Linked DNA regions of Mus musculus: region 1 is linked to region 2. The links are chromatin contacts, called in public Hi-C maps. All regions are on one chromosome and are shown on one strand. The core of a region is the stretch at or near the end of the contact, and the rest is flanking DNA. Distances in the headings are between cores, read along the strand shown.

Region 1 (4,942 bases), core at 1,945-4,444, 150 kb before region 2:
TGGAATAATAATGGTAATTTATGCAGATATTTTGTATGCATAGCAAATAATGAGAAACACCTGCAGAAATTTCCCTCCTTCTCTGAGTTCAGCAACTAATTATATTTTTAAATAATGGCTACCATTGAACACAATTATCCAAATCACTTTAAGTAATGGAATCTTTTTAAGGTGTTTTTGAAATTTTTAGCACAGTTTTTAAACACTCATTTTTATCTAGAAGATGGGAAGGGAAAAAAAGGCTAGTAGGCGGCTTCTTACTCACCCGAATGAACAGTTTCTGCCAAGAATAGATTAGTGGCGGATTTTTCTCTAGTTTCTAGTCTTCATGTTCGAGGTCACAGCCAGCTAATGGCAACAAGGTTTTCTGTAGTCATCTTTCTGATTCTAGCTATTTGCTCGTCTTATCTCCTTCCTCTCTTAAAGTGAAATAAAAAATAATGGAGTTGCTCTGAAACCCATTTTACAATGGACTTTGCCACCTGATTTTCCTCACGGGGATTCAATACTTGAGTGTGGGACAGTAAGAAAACAGTCTTAGATCTTTCTGTGACTTGATTGTCCCTTCTATTCATAAGGCTAAGACAAAGCTGTAGCACCTTTGTAATGATAGAGTACCATAAACCCATGACTTCCAACGTCTTCAGATCATTACATTATCAGGAGTCTCATTCACCACAGAGAAGATGGAGCACGGAAGCAGCCAGACAAGAGAATACCAGTATGAAATGCATACTTTTCTCTTCATATATAAACCCAAGATTATGATCTTACATCAACATTCTGGAAACTTCATGGGGGATTGAAAGATGAGCAGGGAAAGTTCTGCCTTCCTTTTGGACTTGCCTTCATCTCCAGCTTGATTGATGGAAGCAGCTCAACTCTACCTCTTAGTACATTTAATCCTTTCTCTATTCCCATAAGAAATTATTGGTCTAGGGGGAGAAAATTAACTCCTGTTTAAATCATACTACTTTCTGTTAGATTTGGGTTTGTTTGGTCAATTGACATTTGTGGAGTGCTGCTTAAAAGCAAGTGGTAAGAATTCTTGACCCCATGGGAGTTACAACCTGGAGACAGGGAACATGATAAAAAAGCAATCAAATTTAAAATACGGCAGATGAAAATCAAACAATGCCTAATGAGAGCTAATGACAGCACTGTTCATGCATGTATGGGAAATCAAGGAAGTCTCTTAGAAGAGGTGAATGTGACCAGCTCCTGAAGGACAGACAGGCCACTCTGAGCTCCAGTGGACTTGTGCTCAGAAACATATGCTCAGTTGCTCCAATCACATCAAGGCACGACACAAGGGAGGTGAACCTGCCATTTTCCAAAAGCTTAGAAGGCAATAAAAAAAGACTTCTTTTTTACTCTCCGTGAGATTTTGTTCCATGTTTTTCTGTTGTTAAAAATATCCTTTATTAAATCATTGGCTAAACAATCAGTTTCTGAACTGTCTCTAAACTCCATGTGACAAAATAAGAGCTAGAAACTATCTATTCATCTAAGCCCTGAATATTTCACTTAAAATTTGAATGAATTGTTACATCTAAAACTTAGGTCCCTTCAGTTTACACTTTTCCTCTTTCCTTATTTGTTTTTGCTAACTTCCAAGGGCTTCTGTGATCCTTTAAGAGAAAGAAAATGAAGAGCCAGATGGATTTTTGTTGGTTATTATTCTTGTGCAAATGAATTAGATTGCTAATCTCTTGGGGGGGGGGGAGTCAGGGAGAGAGACAGAGACAGAGGGATAGCGACTGAGACTTAGGTAGAGGCAGAGACAGATAAGAAGGGCAAAGTAGAGAGAGACACTGGGTTTGAGGATGGGTTTCCTGCAGAAGTCAGATGATACTAATTAATTTTTTTTAAATGTCCACAAGCTGCTGAGAAGCATGTGCTACGGGGAAACTGCTATAGCCATGCGCCATTCAAACCTGGGTTGTTCTATTGAACAAACAGGCAGAACAAAAGGGAAAGGAATCAGGGGATTGGGCATGGACTCTTTGGGGAGCTTTCGGCCAGGCACCTATTACCTGACAAAGAAACCACATGGAGGACACCTCCCAAGAAACAGTGAAGAAAAGGGAGGGGGAGCTGCTGAAAGCAATGACAGGAAGCCTTAGTTGTTTTGAAGTCCGCTACTTGGAGAAAAGCAAGCCATTCTTTTTAATATTGAAGTTTGGGCTAACTTAAACTGAAGTAGCCCTATTCTCTACTGACCTAGCTGTGCTTCTGACATGACTCATATTGCAAGTGAATGTGAGAGCATCAGAAAGCTTTGTTTGCCCTCAAGAGAAAAAGTAGTATATGAGCAATTACACCTGCATTTGTCTGCGAAATGGGTCAGTAGGTCAGTGTGTCTGCTGCTAAGACTGAGGGTCTGGATTCTGTCCCCGGGATGCATAGAGCAGAGGGAGAAGAATTGACTCCTAAAGCGGTCCTCTGACTTTAACATACATATCCTGGCACAGATGTGCATGCGCATGTTTTACATACGTTACATGTTCATAGGTACAATTAAAAAATAATAATTACTAAAGCTCTGTAGTCTTGATTCCTGGCAACTGACAATGTTGTCCAGGATTGGCAAGACTGCTTCCATTTCTACCCTGAATATTGTTTACCATGTAAAACTTCCAAACAAACTGTGAGGTAAATAAGAATTGTGGCCTGGAAATGCCTTGACAAATACAAAAGCTTTCATTCCTTAAATGGGATCCCTAGAACAGCATTGAGAGAGAATGTTTCTATACCTAGAATTGTATTACACACACACACACACACACACACACACACACACACACTCACACACACACACACACACACACACACACACACACACACATTGCATTCATCTTGTTGCACGGACAGCTACAATTTTTCCTTGATATTTAAAGTCTCATGTATGCAAGAGCAGATTCCTGTCAATGTCGCAGTAGCTTACTTCTCCATTGAATATGATCTTAAAGAGGGGAAAGTCTGTTTAAAGGGGCATCTTCTGGCAGTCGCCACTCTAAGCATGGTTCAACACCGTGAGGACCTGTGCGGGGGCTTTGACAGATGCTACATTAGACCAAGTGTTGTCCCATCAGGAAGTCAGATCGAATAAGTCTATTTGAGAATGGATGAAAGGGGCATGGGAGGCCCATCTGCGAGTAACTGGTCGTGTTGTAGGCTCTTACCCTCAAAGATGAAAATGCCTAAACGAATGAGCACAGTCTAGACTTAATTCTACACCAGAAATGCTCCCTCAGGAGATTATGAATGCTTTGACTTATGGAGTCTAAATACACTTCTGAACCCTATAATGAGAGCCAGACAGCCTTTCCCCCAAATACTCATTAACAACTTCAATTTTTTTTCCCTAAAATACGGACACTACGCTGTTCCAAAGGAAGATTTTTCTCTGCATAAGAGCAATGATGAGCACAGAACAGCTGGGTTCCGCTGTCTCCTCAATCTACAAAGCTTACACCATGCTAAAAATAGGACCAGTGACTGGAACCTGAAGGAAGGGTCTCCAAACCAGGTGCCAGTAGGTATACAGCAGGTTGCACAAAAGTCTAAGCATCAGGAGAGACTTTTCACCGCTCTCGATTTCCTGAACAGCAGTCCTGAAGCCTGGCCACAAGAGGGAACCATTGTTCAAATGTTGGAATCATTTTTTTTTCTTCCCCCTCCCCTCCCCGAGGAACTCAGCCAGCTCAAATCCCTCTTTAATGTAAGAACCTGATCAAAAGGCTTGAACAAAAAAGTAGAGACAGATGTGATCACGGACACAGTTCTATTTTGGATGGCTGAATGATCAGCTTTTAAATACCTGAGTAACCAAAGGTCTGTCATCCAGTAACAGAAACCAGAGAGGCAAGGCCTTGTACTGACAATAGAACGTCGGGCCTTTATTTTATTTCTTTCATTGGTTCTACTTTGTCTGAGCTGAGGAAAACTTTTAAAACCAAACAGCAAATATTAGAATGTAAGGAAACAAACAGAAATGCAGACTTTTAAGCTCAAGATTGTCTCCCGTCTGTAGCAAGTGATAATGCTGATCAGAAACGGGAGAAGGGCGCATGTGTCCTAAGGAGTTCTTGCTTGCAGCCCCGTGAAACAGCGCGACTGGCAAAATGCAGACTAATACGATAGAAGGCATACAGGATGGCTTCCTGGAGGTCGTGTGCCACCAGGCTGGCACAAATCCAGTTTCCCAACCAGAAGAAGGGCAGAATAAACTGGAACGTGCTTGATGCCAGTCGGGCTTTCATAGGAAAACAGATGACGGCTAAGATTATTAATCTTGACAGTTTCCTGATTTATTGGGATGTTGTCATCTTCTCCTTTTGTATAATTTGCCAAATGATCATAGTATTAGACTTAAGGAGGCAGCACCCAGGGCCCCCTTCTTTGGCATTTGCTTCAACAGTAAAACATGAAGGCTTGTTTTGAGGCAAAGGTGGACAAATTGAATTTTCACAGATGTATTATCATTTGAGAAATACCAAGTCATGTTTTATTGTGACTTTTGATGTAAAGATAGCTTTATATGTATTAATTATAGAAAACTGCTCCATTTATTTAATAAATATCAGGCCAAAGGTAAGAAATTTAAAATCGAGGTCTCTAGCAATCAAAAGCAAATGTTACTGCTTAGACTAGGATACTGATAAACAAAGAAAATAATCAGAAAATAGCAGCTAGGTTTAAAAGCCATTCCTCTGCACAGTGATTTCCCAACAAAACAACAACCTGCATGGGAATTCTTTCTTTGAATTGCTCATGTAAAATCACAGAAATAATTTTGAGCTACTTCACCATAGATTCAAAATAAGGAATCATTTGACACATTTTATAAGTGGTTGCCTTCACCAAAGTATTTTTTTATATTCTATTTTTTGTAATCCCTTGCATTTAAAATAGCAACAACAGAAATTAATCTTCAGTT
Region 2 (4,861 bases), core at 510-3,009:
TTTTGATACATATGCAGCTAGAGTCCAGAGTTCCGGGGTACTGGTTAGTTCATTATGTTGTTGCACCTATAGGGTTGCAGATCCCAGAAAGAGTCTTTCTCTGTAGCTCTGAATATCCTGAGATTCACAATGTAGTACAAAGTGCCCTTGAACTCATGGGAATATGCCTACCTCTACCTCCCAAGTCCTGAGACATGCCTAAATTGAATTTCTTATTAAGGAAAGCAAATCAGAATGTAGCACTTGCTAAGAAATTGATTTGATTTGATATTGAAAAGACTATAGGGAAGGATATACCTGTAGCAGTTAGATTTCTAAGTTAAATGTCCTATCTTAGGAACTGGATATTCTAGATATGTTTCTGAAGATGTCCTTCATACTCTTAAATCCTTGCCTTCCCTGGATGTCCTCCTGAAGATGTGCCTTAGATCCACAGGTTCTTGCTTGCTCAGATGTCACTTTCTCAGAAGGTTCAATACTGAATTTCCTTTTAAAGTTGTGTTCCCAGTCACTCAGATTTATATTCCATGCTAACTTTTTCCTATAGCATCTATATTCTACAAAATTTTAATTAAAGCATTTAATTGTATGTAAAAAGTTACCCAGGCCTAGCGATATGGCTCAGTGGTTAAAACCATGGGCTGCTCTTCCAGGGGTCCCATGTTCAATTTTCAGCATCCAAGTTTGATTCTCAGCACCCAATTCGAGAGTTACAGCCATCTGTAACTATAGTTCTAAAGGATCCAACACCTTTTCCTGACCCTCTTGCACATCATGCATGCACATGGTGTACAGACATACATGCAAGTAAAACACTCACATAAAATAATTACATCTAACAATTTTAAAAAGAAAATTTTTAAAAAAGCCACTCTTGAAAGTAAGGATGGTTGATGGGGCATAAAGTTGGTTGGTTCAAACAAAGTAATAAACAACAACAAAGATACCTAATATAAAAAAAAGAATAGAAAGATGGAATTTATTAGAGTTGTTGTCAAGTGTCAAGTTCTGTGGTAGATTGCTTACTTAATATACAAGTAACCCTGCATTAAAGTACCAGCAACATCGGAGCGCAAAGAAGGTCTTTATTGGTTCGTATAAAGTCAGGAATAGTCATTTATTGAGATGGTGCACCCATGGTCTCACACATGTCAAAGAATATTCTGTTTCTTTCTTTTCTTCTGTTTGATTTCCTATTTATCCCTAGAAAATATTTTGTATGCAACATGAAGGATATGTGAATCTCTTGACGTACATTTGCTTCTGAATCAAAACATGTTATTAGAGTAAGCAGAAAATCGCACGATCACTTACAACCAGAGAGACATCTTACCACCTATAATCTAAGCACAAGATCTGTTAAAAAGGGATTTCCAGCCATTGCTAAGGACCTGCTCTCCATTCGATAACTGTAAGCCCTAGACTCCAATGACAGACAACTGCATTCTTTGAATGGTTGTTTTTAAAAATTGTTCTTAATATTAAGTAAAGTGGGCTCAGCTCTTTTCTCTGAACTGTCCTTTTCTACTGTGGCTAATGTACATTCCCGCCTGGAACATCATTTGAACCTCTGGTAGATAGCTATGTCTCCCCTCTGTCTCCTTTGACTTGAATGGATATCTCCAGGTTGTATGCCTTTCCTCACAGGCATTCCTTTCTAAACCTCTTATTTTTTGTTAGCCTCGACTGAACTACCTACAGCCTACCTTCTTAAAGGAAACATAGGCTCTGATAGCCTCATCTGAAACAGAGCCATTTCTTCAGAGAACAGGATCAGTTCTTTTGTTGAATTTCTCTTTTACACTGAGAAAGCCTCTTCAAAACTGACAGGTGGCTTTTGCGATTGCTTAACTGGTATTCCCCAGTTTTCCAGCTATTTGGAAATTTACCAAATGTCATCATCAGACCCCTGCACAGATGTACCAAATATAATGAAGCAATTATTTAAAAGAACATAAAACTAATTGTTTAAAAAAAATTTTAAACCTCTCCAAGTCGCTCCAGCTGTTAACTGTGACCTGTTTTCGGCAGGAAGTTTACCAGGGAGGAAGAATGCACTGTCTGCAGGTGTGAGTGCCCCTTGACATGGGTAACTCCAATTTTCTTTTTTTTTTTTGTTTGGCTGTTCATATTTCATTTTTTTATTTTTTTAATTCTTTCATTATGCATACAAGGACTTTATTAGGATGGGAAAGCAACTACTTTTCAAAGTTACAATAGATACTAAAGTGTTATAAAATTATAAAATTGGAAAAGGAGATCCCAATGGACATACATCCACCTGTCATTATATAATAAATGTGCTGATGATATTTTTATTGTTACAGGCTTAACACAATGTCAAACTGCTTCTTTGTGTAAAGGTGCTGTTCAAGGGAGAGCATGATGCAGGCGGCATTAGTACCATTGCATTTCCTGATAGTGCGATACAATGCATTGTCTGATTATCCACACAGGTTCTGTAACACACCACATCGCCATCCAGCCATACGTCTTTAATGAAACTTCAAACCTTTGTGCAATATCAATCTGCCAAAGAAAAGTAGTCCCTTTGCAGGTGATATAAGCAAACTCAGCTGCTTCCCTTTTAAACTTACAGTTTCATCTTCCACAATCAATCTAGTTGCTACGATTATCTCTGTGACAGCTGTTAAGTGGAGAGATGTTTAATTCTCCCTAGGTGTTATTATATACTTATTTTATGTTCATTTGTTTTCACTCATCTAACTGCTTCATTGGAATGAAATCTCCCCAATGGCTGCCTTGGGTTATGAGAACTCCACATCTCATCCCTGAATAAGTCTTCCCTGACCTGAAAAAAAAGGATTTTACTGCCCTATAAAAATAAATCTTTTCCTAGGTCTGTTCTACTACTTATGATTAGGTCCATATTTCCCAAGAAGGTATTCTAGTATGATGTAACAGTCTATGACAAAAGGGTCCTCGGATCACATAGGCCTGAGCCATGTATCTTAGTCTCTTTCTAGAAGATCACAATTCCCCAGTGAATAATGAAGACTTTTGAAAGCCTGCGGATGAAGAAAATCTACCCAAGGCAGTGTGCCTCACCCTCTGTGACTTGTGTATATCACCCACACCCACCTCTATTTCCCACAGGTGGCTCCCATTGACAGCATTTGACAATCAGTTGAAATGCTGCAACTCATAGATTTTTAACAATATTTCATATAAGGATGGCTTCTATGTGGAGCAGAGCTTTCTTTCTTTTTTATTAGGTATTTATTTCATTTACATTTCCAATGTTATCCCAAAAGTCCCCCACATGCTCCCCCATCCACCCACTGCCACTTCTTGGCTCTGGCATTCCCCTGTACTGAGGCAGATAAAGATTGCACGACCAATGGGCCTCTCTTTCCACTGATGGCCAACTAGGCCATCTTCTGATACATATGCAGCTAGAGACATGAGCTCTGGGGGGGTACTGGTTAGTTCATATTGTTGTTCCACCTATAGGGTTGCAGATCCCCCCAGCTCCTTGGGTGCTTTCTCTAGCTTCTCCACTGGGGGCCCTGTGATCCATCCAATAGCTGACTGTGAGCATCCAATTATGTGTTTGCTAGGCCCTGGCATAGCCTCACAAGAGACAGCTATATCTGGGTCCTTTCAGCAAAATCTTGCTAGTGTATGCAATGGTGTCAGCGTTTGGAAGCTGATTATGGGATGGATCCCTGGATATGGCAGTTTCTAGATGGTCCATCCTTTCATCTCAGCTCCAAACTTTGTCTCTGTAACTCCTTCCATGGGTGTTTTTTCCCCAATTCTAAGAAGGAGCAAAGTGTCCACACTTTTGTCTTCCTTCTTCTTGAGTTTCTTGTGTTTTGCAAATTGTATCTTATATCTTGGGTATTCTAAGTTTCTGGACTAATATCCACTTATCGGTGAGTATATATTATGTGAGCAGAGCTTTCTAAGTGCAAAAAAGTATATCAGTGGTGTTTCTTTACTGTTTAGGTTCTTTATGGAACATCTCTTCATTCAATAAATTTTTACATAGTGTTTGTTATTCTAGGGTGTAGGTATCAATCCAGAAAACGCAAATTTTCCATCTTGGTGATATTAGGCATGTTGCATTGGGAGTAGGTACACATTAATCTCTCTACAGATGAAGAAAATGATGCTTGGTGGTCTTACTGAAAGTTCCCCTAACATCACAGAGACATTACTCATCGTAGACAGATATCTGAAAACATATGTAGACCTCCTTATGAGGCTCCAGACTCCCAGGTGCTGACCATTGCTGCAGCAGTTACAGCTGAAACACATAGTAGATGACATCAGGGGAGTCAAACCCCAAACTCAGAGACAGCTCATCAACGCTATTGACCAGAAGATTCTTGATTACCTGTTAGAATGCCTTCAGAAATTACCTATAATAATAGGAAGAGTTGGAGCTAGAGGTAAATTCGTGCTAGTAAATTACACTCTTCTCTTTTGCAAGACAGTTTTGCATCAGCAATCTCATTCGAGGCTTTCATCCTTGGTGCCTAACCTAACTTTACTGAGAAACTTAATCTATATATTTACAAATCAGTGTCCTAAAACCCATCTTTAAGTTCCCATAAACCTCTTATTCTGCCTCTCACAGTCAAGAATATGCTACATACCAAAAATATCCCCAAATCTCTGGAACCTACCTGCTTCTCATGGAGATACAGAACAGGTTCTGACTTTGTATCCAACTCGCACAGCACTTTTCTTGTCCTCCAAGGCAGAAATTTTATTTGTATCTTAATCATATTATTGTATTAAAAGCACCCTTTGTTTTTGGAAGAGAAGACTGCAAGCCAAGTTTCCAGGTTTCTCCACATATATCAATAAAGGGATCACAGCCCTTCTGGTC

Evidence for each region. Hi-C and Micro-C count contacts between places; a contact is called where the count stands out from the background.
Region 1: a contact with region 2 is called in a Hi-C map of double positive thymocytes, with 7 times the contacts expected there. The contact joins two enhancer-like sites. A contact is called at or near these places in 1 of 15 datasets of contacts at CTCF or cohesin (thymocytes), 7 of 484 Hi-C or Micro-C datasets (CD4 T cells, cerebral cortex, cortical neurons and 2 more) and 4 of 115 datasets of contacts at active chromatin or transcription factors (SST interneurons, double positive thymocytes, regulatory T cell precursor and 1 more).

Annotation. Positions count from the first base shown.
Region 1 is chr17:52,460,668-52,465,609 of GRCm38.p6, reverse strand. No RefSeq gene overlaps it. Among named protein-coding and RNA genes, the nearest start is that of Gm27217, 140 kb to the left of the region's middle. Within about 2 kb of position 3,194, at least 29 of the 459 cell types and tissues checked have an H3K27ac peak or open chromatin away from gene starts, as enhancers often do. A contact at or near this core is called in double positive thymocytes, where this site is marked.
Region 2 is chr17:52,314,304-52,319,164 of GRCm38.p6, reverse strand. All of the region lies in intron 2 of Gm41600 (predicted gene, 41600), which reads right to left. Among named protein-coding and RNA genes, the nearest start is that of Gm41600, 12 kb to the right of the region's middle. Within about 2 kb of position 1,759, at least 8 of the 459 cell types and tissues checked have an H3K27ac peak or open chromatin away from gene starts, as enhancers often do. A contact at or near this core is called in double positive thymocytes, where this site is marked.